2 separate regions of the Hordeum vulgare genome follow, and region 2 is linked to region 1. The links are chromatin contacts, called in public Hi-C maps. All regions are on one chromosome and are shown on one strand. The core of a region is the stretch at or near the end of the contact, and the rest is flanking DNA. Distances in the headings are between cores, read along the strand shown.

What was found. A called contact is a pair of places that touch in the nucleus more often than the background predicts.
Region 2: a contact with region 1 is called in a Hi-C map of leaf, with 4 times the contacts expected there. The contact joins the enhancer-like site here to the promoter of LOC123448745 in region 1. A contact is called at or near these places in 4 of 6 Hi-C or Micro-C datasets (leaf and seedling) and 1 of 1 datasets of contacts at active chromatin or transcription factors (embryo).

Annotation. Positions count from the first base shown.
Region 1 is chr4H:404,788,604-404,795,323 of MorexV3_pseudomolecules_assembly, reverse strand. It overlaps LOC123448745 (NAC domain-containing protein 92-like), which reads right to left and starts at 3,534. Exons shown (of 3, transcript XM_045125738.1): 1 at 3,208-3,534; 2 at 2,830-3,107; 3 at 1,703-2,742. The coding sequence starts at 3,412. The coding sequence ends at 2,185.
Region 2 is chr4H:404,971,149-404,977,868 of MorexV3_pseudomolecules_assembly, reverse strand. No RefSeq gene overlaps it. Among protein-coding and RNA genes, the nearest start is that of LOC123448745, 180 kb to the right of the region's middle. Within about 2 kb of position 3,143, at least 3 of the 3 cell types and tissues checked have open chromatin away from gene starts, as enhancers often do. A contact at or near this core is called in leaf and seedling, where this site is marked.

The DNA.
Region 1 (6,720 bases), core at 2,285-4,784:
TCCTGGTTCACTAGACAGAGAAAACAGACGAGAACCCACCACAAAGTTTCTACTCCGTCTGTAAACTAATACTAGACAGTGATCTAAACGCTTTTATATTACTTTACCGAGGGAGTAGTTCGTTGTGCAGCATTGTCTCACCGTCTGTGCCAAAATGGAACTTGGTGCAGATAACGCATGATATACGAGCTACCCAGAACGCCGTTGGATTTGTCCAGCACTCGTGCTCCGAGCCGATCATGCACCCATCCATGATCCATCCATCTGCCCCAGCGACGGATTGGATGGGGAGTAGTCTTGGTGGCCTATGGTTCTTGGTAGTTAGTGGTCACGTCCCGAAACGATCCCTGATATCTAATCTGATGCAGAAACAAATGCTTATTATGGATGCTTCCGTGATAAGAAAACATGGAAACGAAGAGGCCCCACGTCAACCGCCACTGGCTGGGTCTTGTCTAATCACCGGATAAAATGGGCTACAAAACCCGTGCCCTAATCAACAGACTGAAAGCAACCTGCATCTGGACATCCACATCGGATTAATTAACCAAATCCCTGGGGAAACGAAATAATAAGATAATTGAGAATCCTTAGGGGCAACATGGGTGATGCACCCTACCCTTCCTGACCATCTCCCTGTGATCATTGACGGGGAGTTAAACAAGTGTTGGCTAAGCTGTCCATGGCCAATAGCTAGGGGGCACGCACAAGGAGATACAAGGAGAAAAGGTGTAGGTGACTGCCACTGCTGGTGGAGCCTAAAGTTCTGACGTCACTGCGCCTCAGCGATTTGGACAGCTAATGATCCAATCCGACTTCCCAGAGCCCGAGGACCCACCCAGGATATGCGACTAGTTTTCATGTGTCTTGCTTGGCCTTTCCCTTTTTTTTAAGGAGCAACCGAGAATTTGAATATTTCCATGTGTCGCAGCAGTACAACTAATGAATTGACGGATGATTCTTTCGCAAAAGAAAGAAAAAAAAATGGATGGAAGATTCCTGCTGATCCTTTTCGTTGCCGCGCCGTCTCGGCCGGGTTTTGATGCACGAAGCGAGCGCGTGCCAACAGCGAATGGATCGCCGCGAAACTCGCCACGGCTTGCGTCCCGGCGCGCCTTACCTGCGTCTGTGTGTGCTGTGCGCGCACGCAAAATCGGGCCCGTCCCGCTCGTCGCCGTCGGCCGCCGTGCGTGTGTGTGAGCGACAAGCTTTCGCCCTCACCCTCACCCTCACCCCCGCGTCGAGCTACGGTTGGTTCGTAGGTTGGTTGTTAGGATCAACGGATGTGCTCGTTTCCTTCCCTTTTTTTTTTGTCCCTTCCTCGGCCGTTGCTCGCCCGCGAGTGTTTTCCGAAACAAGATAAGGCTGGAGCTTGTACGACGCCTATAGTACGTACGTATATGTGTCGAGTTCACCAACTAACTGGACGACGTGGTCCGGGAATAATTGGACGATCGAAACAAGAGCGAACCCATCGCCCGCGGCCGCGGTGGCCCCCTCCGTCGGCCCAAAACCATGATCCATCTCATCTCTCCTCTCCTCTTGCTAGATTTCGGAAGGCGTCCATGAGCAGTAGCAGCACAGCTGGTAGTGCCTCTCGCCACGTCGAGTTACGCCCACAAAGGCGTAACCGAGCGATCAATTAGCAAGTGTAAAGCGGTAGCACAAAGAGAAGACAAGCATCGATTCACATAGTGACATGTCAAACTCAAGCAACAGCAATTAATGGCGGTACATGTACATACAAAGCTAGCGCTAGCTGTCTGGCCGGCTCATCCACAGCGCCCAAATTAATCAATTCATAAATGGATCTCAAGTCCTCCCCCTAATCTACACCCATTAATTGTATAACCATCATGATTGTTACTGCTACTCCCCATAATCACAATCAGAGTAGTAGTGATATGTACACACAGATCAAGATATGAACCTAGGACTAGTTAATTTAATTTAATTAATCAACATAATTAAGGAGGCCTAGCTAATCCCTGGAGGTCCGTCTGGATGGATAATCACCTGATCCAACCCGAGATTGAGAATCCTCCGGAAAGAAGATGATGCATCAGCAAACCACTAACACGAGCATCACACACCAAGTCAAGTAATCCAATCGAGTAATTAATCAAGGAGAGCCAGAGCCAGAGCCAATCGTGTGGCACGCAGCTCCGATCGATCCGGGCGTCATCAGTACTTCCAAATGTCGGCGAGGTTGAGGGCGGGGTACTCGTCAAGGTGGTCAAGGAAGTCTTGATTGTGGGACGACGGTGTGGGCGCCGACGAGATCTCGGCGCAACCGGCGGCGTTGGGGTCGGTGCTGAGCCCGGTGTCGCGGGACGGGCTGAGCGCAGACGTCTGCCCCGAGACCTGCTCCGCCTTGCAGTACCTCCGGATCGCCGGCGACAGGTCGCCGGAATTAGCGGCCGGCAGGGAGAAGTACGGGCTCGAGTACATCATGTGCGGCGGCATGTGCTGTTCCATCTTAACCTCGAGTCCGGATCCGGAACGGCCACCGGTGGCGTAGGCAGAGTTGGAGTTGAAATCGATGACTTGGTCGACGTCGCCGCCCAAGGGAGGGTCCATGAGGGGCGGCAGCTCCCCGGCGTCAAGGAAGTGGTCACTGATGAAGCCGAACGAGCTGACTCGCTCGATCCCGGCGTCCGGCGCCGCTGCCATTGCCGTTGCCATAGCCCCGTTGGTGGCCGTGAGCTCTTTGTTGAACACCTTGGACACGGCCCACTCGTCCTGCACGCCAATTAGTCAAGTATTTAGCAAATCAAGCAGAGAAATTAAAGGAGGGATGAAATAGGATCGAGAGCTAAACCAACCAACCTTGGCGGAGCGCGGGAGCGGGTGGGGGAGCCTGCCCTCGAGGCGGAACTCGTGCATGACCCAGCCGGTCTTCTCGCCGCGGGGTGCACGGCCTAGGTAGAAGACGAGCGTCTTCTTCATTCCGACGAGGATGCCCCTCCCCCGGAAGATCTCCTTGTCCTTGCCGGTGGCCTTCCAGTAGCCGCTCATGGTGGCGCGGTTGGTCCTCGTCCCCGTCGGGTACTTGCGGTCTTTATGGCAAAAGAAGTACCACTCCTTCTCGCCCATCTTGGCCTTGCCTGTCCGGCCGGTGGAAACACGCAAACTAAGTAAGCTTAAGGCACGGCCCGTCGGGCTCGGATGATCAGATCAGAGGAGCAGCTTAATTTGGACGTGTACCTGGGAGATGCCATGGCTCGCACTTGTTGAGGTCGACCTCGCCGATGACGCCGGAGCAGAAGCGGTGGTCGAGAGCCTTGGGGGTGAGGTAGTGCGAGATGATCTCCTCGTCCGTGGGGTGGAACCGGAACCCCGGCGGCAGGTCCAGCCCCGCCGCCGCGTCCTCCACCTCCGTCGCCTGGTTTATCACCGAAACCTCAGACATCTCCAAGCCGGGCGCCGAAGCAAGCTAGCTAGCTAGAGCTAGAAGAAGAGGAAATGGAGGCCGAGAGAAAGAGAGAGAGGCGTGTGTGAAAGAGAGAGGGAGAGGCGGGTTTAGGAACAAGGGAGAGAGACTGGGGGGAGGAACCGAGGGCCGGCTTATATAAGGCTCCACGCGGTCACGCGCAGCGAGAGAGAGAGAGAGAGCCGTGCGGCTTGCGGGCCAAGACCCCTCCCGTCCTTCACTTCTTACCGCGCGCACCGCAGCTGTGGCCCTTATCTTAAGCAACTCTAGTAATTACTTGTCCTCATCTTAATGGCTCTTGATTCATCCTCTCTTCTTTCCTAGGCCCCAACACCAACTCTCTCACATTCAGAGTATCTTCTCCTCCTCCACCACCACCGGCCGGTGTCCTGTCCTGTGGAATGAATATTCACGTTAGATCACGGCTAACGCGGCAACAATGCGTTGGAACGAACCTGACTCCTTCTTATTTACTTACTGTATATGTTTTCTCTAATATGCCTCATGCACCGAGATGGTGGGAGTACCTTACTTTAAATATAAACCCACACTAGTAGTAGTACTCATGGCAGTTCATACATAAACCTGACTTCTTATTTACTCATGGACTGTCATTAAGATGGAGTACTAGTAATGACAGTTCATACATATACACATTGGATTTAATGTTAGTTTGATTAACTCTGACTTTGCAAACCGGCACATCCCCACCGCACATGCAACCAGAAGAATTCAACCCATCCGCACTGGCCGGAACGCAAGAAACATAGAGAAGTACTAGTGAGTAACATCCAGTTTCTTTTCCATAAATAAAAAGGATGACTAGAAGTTGATATGGCAGCTATTTGTAACCCCCGCGGAATCCACACATGGAGTTCATGTCAGATTGATATCCATCCGTGGTTGTCCCGTTCCCTTCTGCTTTCTCATCCGCATCTTTTTAGTTGCAGACTTTCTTGGGTTGTTTGTTTACGGGAGCGACGTGCCATCGAGACAGCCCGCGACCACCACAATTTTCTGCAGCGCCTTTCCCTTTCCCAAGTGGAGAGGACACGCTCGGTGCCATCATCGAGGAGCGCTCCCAAAGTTTTCAACCTTTCACTCATCGAGTATACATCCCCCGCTTTAAAAGGAAGGCGAAATGGTGACGCGCTCCGCTCCTGTTATGGCCTTGTTTCTTCCACATCCTGATACAGAGACGTGGTGTTTTTTTATTTCGCTGCACCACCAAACTGGCCTGCAGGGCAGTGATACCCAGTGCGGCCACGGTGGTTTCTTTCTTTCTTTTTCATTATTGAATCGAAAACCGTAGAACTGTTGATGAGGAGTGTATTGTTGATAAGGAGTGTACTGTTGATAAGCTGGAGAGTATGAATCATTTAACTTCTTTTAGGAGAAGGTTATCTCCAGTTATGCTCCAGAAATGGAATGAAATGAAGCAATATGTGTTGGATAAAATTTGTGCAGATAAAGATGATGAGGTTTACTGGAAGTTAGATAATTTCAGGAAATATTCCACTAAATCTATGTATAGATGGTTAGAGAGAAACCTTGCGGGGACCCATTATAAGTGAATTTGGGGGACTAAGATTCCTTTGAAGATCCAAATCTTCCTCTGGCACTCATTTCAAAGCTCCATTCTTACTAGAGATAATATGAGAAAACGCCAGTGGCAGGGGGGCCCTAAATGTTCTTTCTGTGATGAACTTGAATCGGCGCAGCATCTGTTCTTTGGGTGCTCGGTGGCCAAGATTGTTTGGAGAACGATTGGTGTTGTTTTTGGTACCAATTATATTCCGAAAACGATTTGGCAGGTTTACTCTTGGTTATATGCTTTTTTGCCGGGCTTATGCGAGATTTATATTGTTGGCTTAGCTGCATTTTGCTGGTCTATTTGGTTGGCTCGGAATCGGGCTACTTTTGAAAAAAAGTGGATTAAAACTCCTTTTGAAATTGCTTTCACAACGTGTGCGTTTATTGAATACTGGGCAGGTACGCAAAAGCCGGCGATGGCGGAGACTGTCAAGAAGGGGGCTTAGTTGTTGAAAGAGAGCGCATCCCAAATGCTGCTGCTATGTGGACCACCAAGGCCAGAATCGAACGAACAGGCTGATAAGGAAGAAGCGTGGGAGGAGTGGTAAGTGCAGGAAGAAGGTGTTCGATCCCCTTGGCGATGAACCTTGCTAGTTGCAGTGCAGATAGCTTGGTACCACGGTGGTGATTAGATCTCTGTCAGTTTTGTGAAACTTTCGTTTTATCTTGTGCTCTTTTGTGAGCCTGGTCCGGTTATGGTTGTTGGGACTCCTCGTAGCGGTGCTCATCCATGGTAGTGTAACTTTTGATCTTTTTGCGTAGTTTCGGATGATATCAGGTTTTCGCCCCGCAGTTTGTGTTCCTGATGACAGGCATGAACGGTGGGTTTCCTGATATTGTCCCGAACTCGCTTTTTTCCCTTTCCCTCTCTTTCTGGTTCTGGTTTCAAAAACATTGTATTTCCGTTATGAAAGTAATGGAAAGGGGAGAAAGCCCGGTTCGAAAAAAAACACGTAGAACAGTTGCTCTAGGATAAATTTCATTAATAAAAGAAACTATCCATAGACACCCAAACAGTAAAATAGCAAAAACCATCCAACTCCACTTATAGAAAAATCCACGGGAAAAAATTAAATTAGATATGAGTCAATCCACTCTATATAGCGTTGCTGATGCTTAAACTTGAACCCGGACTTGATCATCTGAAGATCATTTTCGAGCAAAAAAAAAACAAGCCTCGTAAGGAATGGTTATGAGCCTTACATACTTTGGAGTTCCCCTGTATCCAAATGTGCCAACCATCCGTGATGATGATATTCATAAAGACACAAGGTTGATCAAGATTAAGACAAAGAGTAAATCAAGTTGATCAACGAACAAAGCGTACATGATGTATCGAGAGGGATCAAGTGATCCCATGGTGTGTTTCCATGGGCTTGCGTCAAGAGGAAGACCTCATACAACCCATGGAGGATGACGTCAAGTGGTGATCGTTATCAAGATTGCGCTGTGCAAGTTCAAGTGGGGCATCACAAAGATATCATGCTTGGAGCTTGCTGTCCATTATGGTGGCAATGGACTTGTGAAAATGTGCTGGAGAGTGGCTCACCCATAGTGGAGTATGGGGGAGAAATTTACTAGTCTTCATCAAGCCAACGCAATCAAGAAAGGTGGTCTGTCTTGAGGAAGTCAAGATCATCATCATCTAGCTCAAGTGGACTAGGTGCAAGGTATAAGTTTGCCCTTGATAGATT
Region 2 (6,720 bases), core at 1,894-4,393, 180 kb before region 1:
GATAGTGACATGCGATATGTTGATTGGTATTACATCAAGGCAATGACGACTACTTTCCTCATGTTAGAGAGAATTTCACGCTCCTTGATATTGAAGATTTTGTTGGCACAAAGATGACACCTTGGAATGATCAGGACTACTTTCTTCATGTTACATTTGCATGTATTTACTTTCCGCTGCTATACTCTTAGATATGCATGTGTAGGGTGAACTTGACTTGTCATAATTGCTAAAAATTTCCCACAACTAAAATTGGGCAAAGGCTAAGTTTTTATTTGGTCAAGTATTCTAATCACCCCCCTCTAGACATCCTTTGGATCCTACAGTTGTTCCCCCGCCCGTGGCACTGGGTGGTGGAAGGAGGCCTCCATTCCCCTAGCTCTAGGCCGGGCGGATCTTATCGGGGCCCGAGGCCCGAATAGATCCGGGAGGTGCCTGTGATGTAGGCCAATCTTCTTGTGGGTATGGTGCAAGTTGGTGGTGGTCTGGGATGTGCTACACTATCGGGCGGATTGGTGCTATGGGCCATGGACATGGCATCGTGCGTGCACGCTCGTCGATCGTCGTTGGGAGCCACAAGGTAGTGTCTCCCTCGGTCCATTAGGACTTGCTGGAGATACACGTGTGGTTGCCTCCTGCTGTGGAGGTGTCAATCCATACTCCATGGTTGATGTCGGGCTAGGAGTGAAAGGAGATCTCTTTTACTCTTCCTACCATGGTGGATGCACCATGATGTGGGTAGTTAATGGAGCCTTGTACATGGATGCCGGGGTGGCGGCCCCGGATGGTGGTCCGGGTGATGAGCTCTACGGCGGGCATCATGGTGGCGGTGATGGCATTCTCTCTTGGTCATGTGGGTGGCGAGAAGTGGTGTAGCGGATGGCTCGGGCGTGCTCTTGTCTCCCATGATGGCATTGCCCCGATCAGGATTTGGAGTTCTTGGCCCATCACGCTTGCCCTGGAGACCTCGTTTAGGGGAGGGGAGCTGCCGAGGGAAAGCTCTGCGCTTTGTCGTCAACGACGGCGACGCCTGTGGGAGCCGTTATCTTCATGAAGGCGTCGTCGTGGTGCTTCTCTACGTGTCCGTGTTTCTGGTGAAAACCTATGTTTTTTGGAACTCGGCAACGGTGACGCTTAGCGTCGTTCTCTATCGTGAGGGCGTTGTCGTGGAACCTAGGTGCTAAAGGGCTTAGATGTTGTTGTTGTGAGTTCTTCGTGTAATCTATTTCGACAGCGTAACTGTGTGCGTGTTGCGTGATGCAGTTATCCTAGGATCGGAACCATGTGAGGGCTACCCCATCCCTTTGTATATTTCGATTGTGTGTTCTGTTTTGTTGGTGCTTTATACCTAAAGTGGGGCGGAAGCCTATTTCGAGAGATGGTAGCCCACCTTGAAACGGACGAGGAGGAGGGCGCTCTGCCCGCAGGGCCTTCGATTAGTCGGGCACTCTAGCATCCTTTATAGGAAGATTACTTACACAATTGTGTAGAAGGAATACGGGTGTGGAGATACTAAGGAAGGTGTGAACATTGATGGTTGTCGACTACATCAAGGATCACAAGAGGATGATGGTTAATTCTCGACGCGGCTACATGTGCCATGTAGCAACATGGAAGCTAGCATTGCGAGAAGGAATGCGTGAGTGGGCCTACCCAATAATAGATTTCTTAATTTCTCCACTTAGTTCTATTTTTCTCTTTTTTTTTCTTTTTTCTTTTTGTTTTCTATAAAAAATATTAAAAACACATCCGTTCCAAAAAAAATACCAAGATTTAAAAAAAATGTATATCCAAGATCAAAACAATGTTCATTCGGTGTTTAAATAATTTGATAGCATACACAAATGGTTTTAGAAAATGTTCATGTATTTTCAAAAAATTGCATGTGACATTATTAAAAAATGTCAAACATGTATTTAACAAAATGTACCTGATGTGTATAACAAACGTACAATGTACATGAAAAAATGTATGTAACAAAACATATATTTGATAAAAAATATCATGTATTTGAAAACTTATGTTTTGATGGATATTTCTAACCTATCACACATGTATAAAATATGGTTTCTCATGTATACAAAAAATATACAATGTGTACAAAAAAGTAGACATGAAAACATGTATTTTGAAAAAAAAATCTTAGTCATGCATCTAAAAATTGTTAGACATGTATAAAAAATCTTCTTCATGTATACCTAATATGTAAACAGCAAAAGCACATATTTGGAAAAATAGTAATCATGTATTTTAAATTATTAAACATGTAATAAATAATGTTCTATTTGTATACAAAAAATATATCACAAATATACAACATGAATGAAAAAATAGAGATTGGTACTAATATTGTAAAAAAAGTCAATCATGCATTCAAACTTATTGAAACATGCATAAAAATGAGTTTGACGTATATAATAAATTGTACATTGTGTGTGAAAAAAGTAGACATGCATTAAAAAAGAGAGAAAAGCTTGTATGGATAAATATTTCTATTGTATTTTAATAATATAGAATGTGTATGAGAAAAGGTAGACATATGTTGAAATAAATAAATAAAATCCCGATGAAAACCAAAAAGAAACAACGAAAACCGAAGAAAACTAGAGAAGAAAAGGAAAACGAATATAAATAAAAAAAAGGAAAACCAAAGAAACCAATGCAAAACATTGGAAGCTAGCGAAAAAGAAATAAAAATAGATGAAAACAAAAAAGCAAAGTAAAGAAAAAATGAATGAGAATAGAAAAGCGAAAAGAAAAAAAGAAAAACTGAAGAAAACAACGCAAAACATGAAATATTGTGAAACCAAAATACCTGATGAAAATAGACAAAGAAACATAAAGCAGAGAAAACAGAAAGAAAAAACTATCACGGATCAGTCCAGCAGTGTACATGATACAAGAAGAAACTATCTATAATAACGAGCAAGTGAGCGAACGAACAACGACCTAGCGAGAAAACAGATTAACGGGCCAGCTCATAACTGTGGACTACATACGCGAGCTAGAGTTACATCTCGCAGAAGGCGAGATATTGGGCTGCTAGTTATTGTCTTCAAGCCTGGTTCTGCTTGTGTGTTGTGTTTTTTTTTGTGGGCCTGCTTTTCTATTGTTTGATCTCTCATAAATCTTTCCGCATGGGCAGCGCTCTGCGCCAGGCCGGTCGAAAGACGGCCCCATGCTGGCCGTCGATCTGTCGGCCGCACGCAGTCAGCACCGTCAGATTTGTTCTGACAGCAAAATTCCTCGATGCAGTAAACTTCGACTACGATGCAGCAAATTTTGATCACGTTTGCAACAAAAATATGGTTGTAGCAAAAAAAAATATCAATGTGATTGTAGTAAAAAAAACGACGCTGATATTGCGTGGTAGCAAAATAAAATGTGGGTTGTAGCAAAAATAATCCGAAAAATTCGGGTTGCAACTCTAATGAACGTGTATGCAACTTTTTTAGTAAACGGTTGCAGCACAAAATGATACCGGTTGTAGCAAAAATTAACACGGTTGTAGCAAAGGTAAAATATACCGGTTATAACAAAAAATCCGACGAACTGGAGTTGTAACCAAACGTATATGCACCTTTTTTACTCGACAAATGTAGCAAATAGAAAACGCTTATAGAAAATTTAAACGTGGTTGTAGAAAATCTGAACGAAATAATGTTGCATGTCTGGCCAGGCAGCCGCGCGGGCAGCGTGCGACGGACCGAACGGTTCGGCCGGCGCGCCGGCTGCAACGTTTCCCTTTCCACATTCTCATGATACAAATTTTTTACAGAAGCAACTAACTGAGGAACGCTCCCTCAAGCCTCATCAAGGGACATTTGGGGTGGGCTGAGAGTGCGTCACTTGGCGCGCTTTTAGCCATGGTTATGTGTTGCATTCTAAGAGTTTTCTTTTTGGATTTTTTTCACATATGTTTTCGGCTTTTTAGATGTTTTTATGACTTCTTGATTATCCACTGATCTTCCTTAGCTTTGGAGCAAAAAAAACACAAAAAAAAAATTGTTTCTTCAGCAAAAGGCACGGTCGTGTCTCTCTGAAATGAAAAAATAACGATTTTTTTTCTTGCGCGAGAAGCACGGTGGTGGCTCTTTGAAACAGGTCTTTTTGAAACAAAAAAAATCCACCTTCTGTTTGAGGCACAGTTTTGCTTACGCGAGAGGCATGGATTTGCTTCCGCGAGGCGCGGTTGTGCCTCTCTAAACCGGAGAAAAATATGCATTTTATTTTTTTTATTCCGCAAAAGGCATGCATTCGCTTTCACGAAAGGCACGGCGTGCCTCTCTGAAACGAAAAAAAACGTGTGTTTTTATATCTTCTCACGAGACACATGGTTTTGTTTCCGCGAGAGGCACGGATTTACTTTCGCTAAAGACATGACAGTGCCTCTTGGAACGAAGAAAAAAAATCCTTTTCTGAGAGGTATGATTTTTTCATTCAATTTTTTCATGAAAAAAAAGTTTATCAAAAACTGCCAACATGGAATATAGTTTTGAAATAGTTTAGAATTTGAATGCATGATTTAGAAGATAAAATGTTTTAAATAAACTGATCTACATAAAAAAAATCCAAGTTACGATATGCGCCACTTTTCGTAACTTGAAAAAGTGGGAGTGACTTTTACAAACAGTGATGCTTAATTGGTGATTTTAATAAATTGCTACTTGTTGTCGGGTGCTTCTTTTGTTTTCGTTCTCTGTAGTAGGACAAAATGTAAAATACCCTATTCTCTTTGGTGTTGTTTAAAAAAGAATTTAATCTGTGTACTATTGTTTTTTAGGTGCTATTTGCGGTGTGTTGGTAGTCTCTCTCTATCGCAAAGAGAGCCTTGGCTCAGTGGTTGGACATGCGGTTGGGCAGTTTAATTATCCAAATTCAATTCCTAGAATTGACTCGTGATGCACAGGGGTTTTTCCCTATTTATTGAGGATCAAATTTGGTGTGTGGTGGAACTACTCATCAAGAAATATCTTGATACTCATTTAAAAAAATTGAAGACCATGTTTATCTTGATATTCATACTAATATGGTAATATACATCCCTAGTTGATGCACAGGTCGGAAGTGAAATTCCCGCATTTTTAAGGCCTCTAAGAAAAACAACATATAACCTAACCCACGTGACAGCTCCGTATCTAATCTCCTCACGCCGCCACCGGCTCACGCCACCGGGCATAGCCCAGTGGCTACTGGTGGCGGCGGGATCCTTTCTCAACAGGCACCAGAGACTATTGTGGCGGATCTCGCGGGGACACGTACGCTCTACTCTCATGCGGCGGCTGCGGCACCAAGGACGAATGCGTCCTGCTGGCTGCTGGGCAAGCTCGTTGGGATGGCTAAGGCTGCGCCTAATGGCTGTCTCGGCTGCTGCGTTTTGATTGCGGGCGGCGCGGGTGGTGGTCCCAGGCAACGATGCACCAAGACTTCGGCCGGTTACGGCGATGTTCTCGCCGGGTTGAGGCGTGGGAGGGCTGGATCTAGCCCGGAAGGTCATCGATGAGGCATGCGGTTCACGACTTGTTTGATCGCGACTCCGCAGCATGTGTTCATTGGCGGCTTTCCCATGTAGTGGTGATGTGGATGCGATCATTTTGGCGGTGGTGGTATGTAGAGTTGGGTGCAATGACCTCCTATAGCTCCGTGGTGGCGTCCTTAGCAGGCCCCGACACCATCACAAGGCTGCTAGGAGCGTTGTGGCGGTTTCGATCTGCCGCTTCAGATCTGGCCATGGCAGCATCCAAGCTGCAAATTATGAATGATTACTTGACGTAGAGGAATGGTTGTGCAACGGCGACAATTATGCATCGCATATAGCTGTTGAATCGTGGAAAAGTGGTGGCGACAACACTTAGAAAGACTTCGATGGTGGTGCCACTCGAGCACCCGGTCTTGAGCTCCGGGGTGAGATCCTAGGTCTAATCCAAGTTGGTAATACTTGGCAATGGCGATGTTTCAACATCGTTACCTTGTTGAAGGCATTGATTGGACATTCTGAGAGTAGTTCTTCAGGGTGAAATCCTAGAATCTGGCCTTGGATGGTTGGATCCGGCAACGGCGACGCTTGAGCATCGCTCCCTTCCTGAAGGCATCGATGTTGAAGAACTATGGTGTCACAAGATTGTTGGTGCGAATATTGTCATTGTTGTAGTTTGCCAATCGATGATCCGATCGCTTTGTTTTTTTTTCAACCTCCAGTAGCTTTCGTCTTATATGTCTTTGCTATTTGCCGACGTGTTTTTGTGTGTTTTGGTGTTAGCTGTCTACGTTCTAGCTATGCAAAGGCGGGATGTGTGCTCATTGTATTTGTATATTCTTGATGCTCTATTTTAAGTCAATAAAATCCATCCTTTACTAAAAAAATGGAAATCGACAGGGCGGCCACGTCTCAAAACAAAATGCAGCCATTCACATGATGGGCTTAAGATCGATGGAGACGTATAAATGTTACTCGTAGATTGGTAAAGGAGCAAACAAACGAGCTCCTATCTATCGCTCTTTGCGGTAGATTATCAACTCAACGCACAGGTTAGTGTGCAATGTGAGCGAGCGAGCGACGGTAGTACAGCGGAATACCTTAATGATCAAATAAAATGCAGATGCGATCATTTTTGAAATTTCAAAGGCCTAACATTTTTAAAAACAAAAAAGTGGCTGCGCCATGAAATGCGAACACTTCTCATATTCGTGAATGAAAATAATATTAAAATAAAACATTTT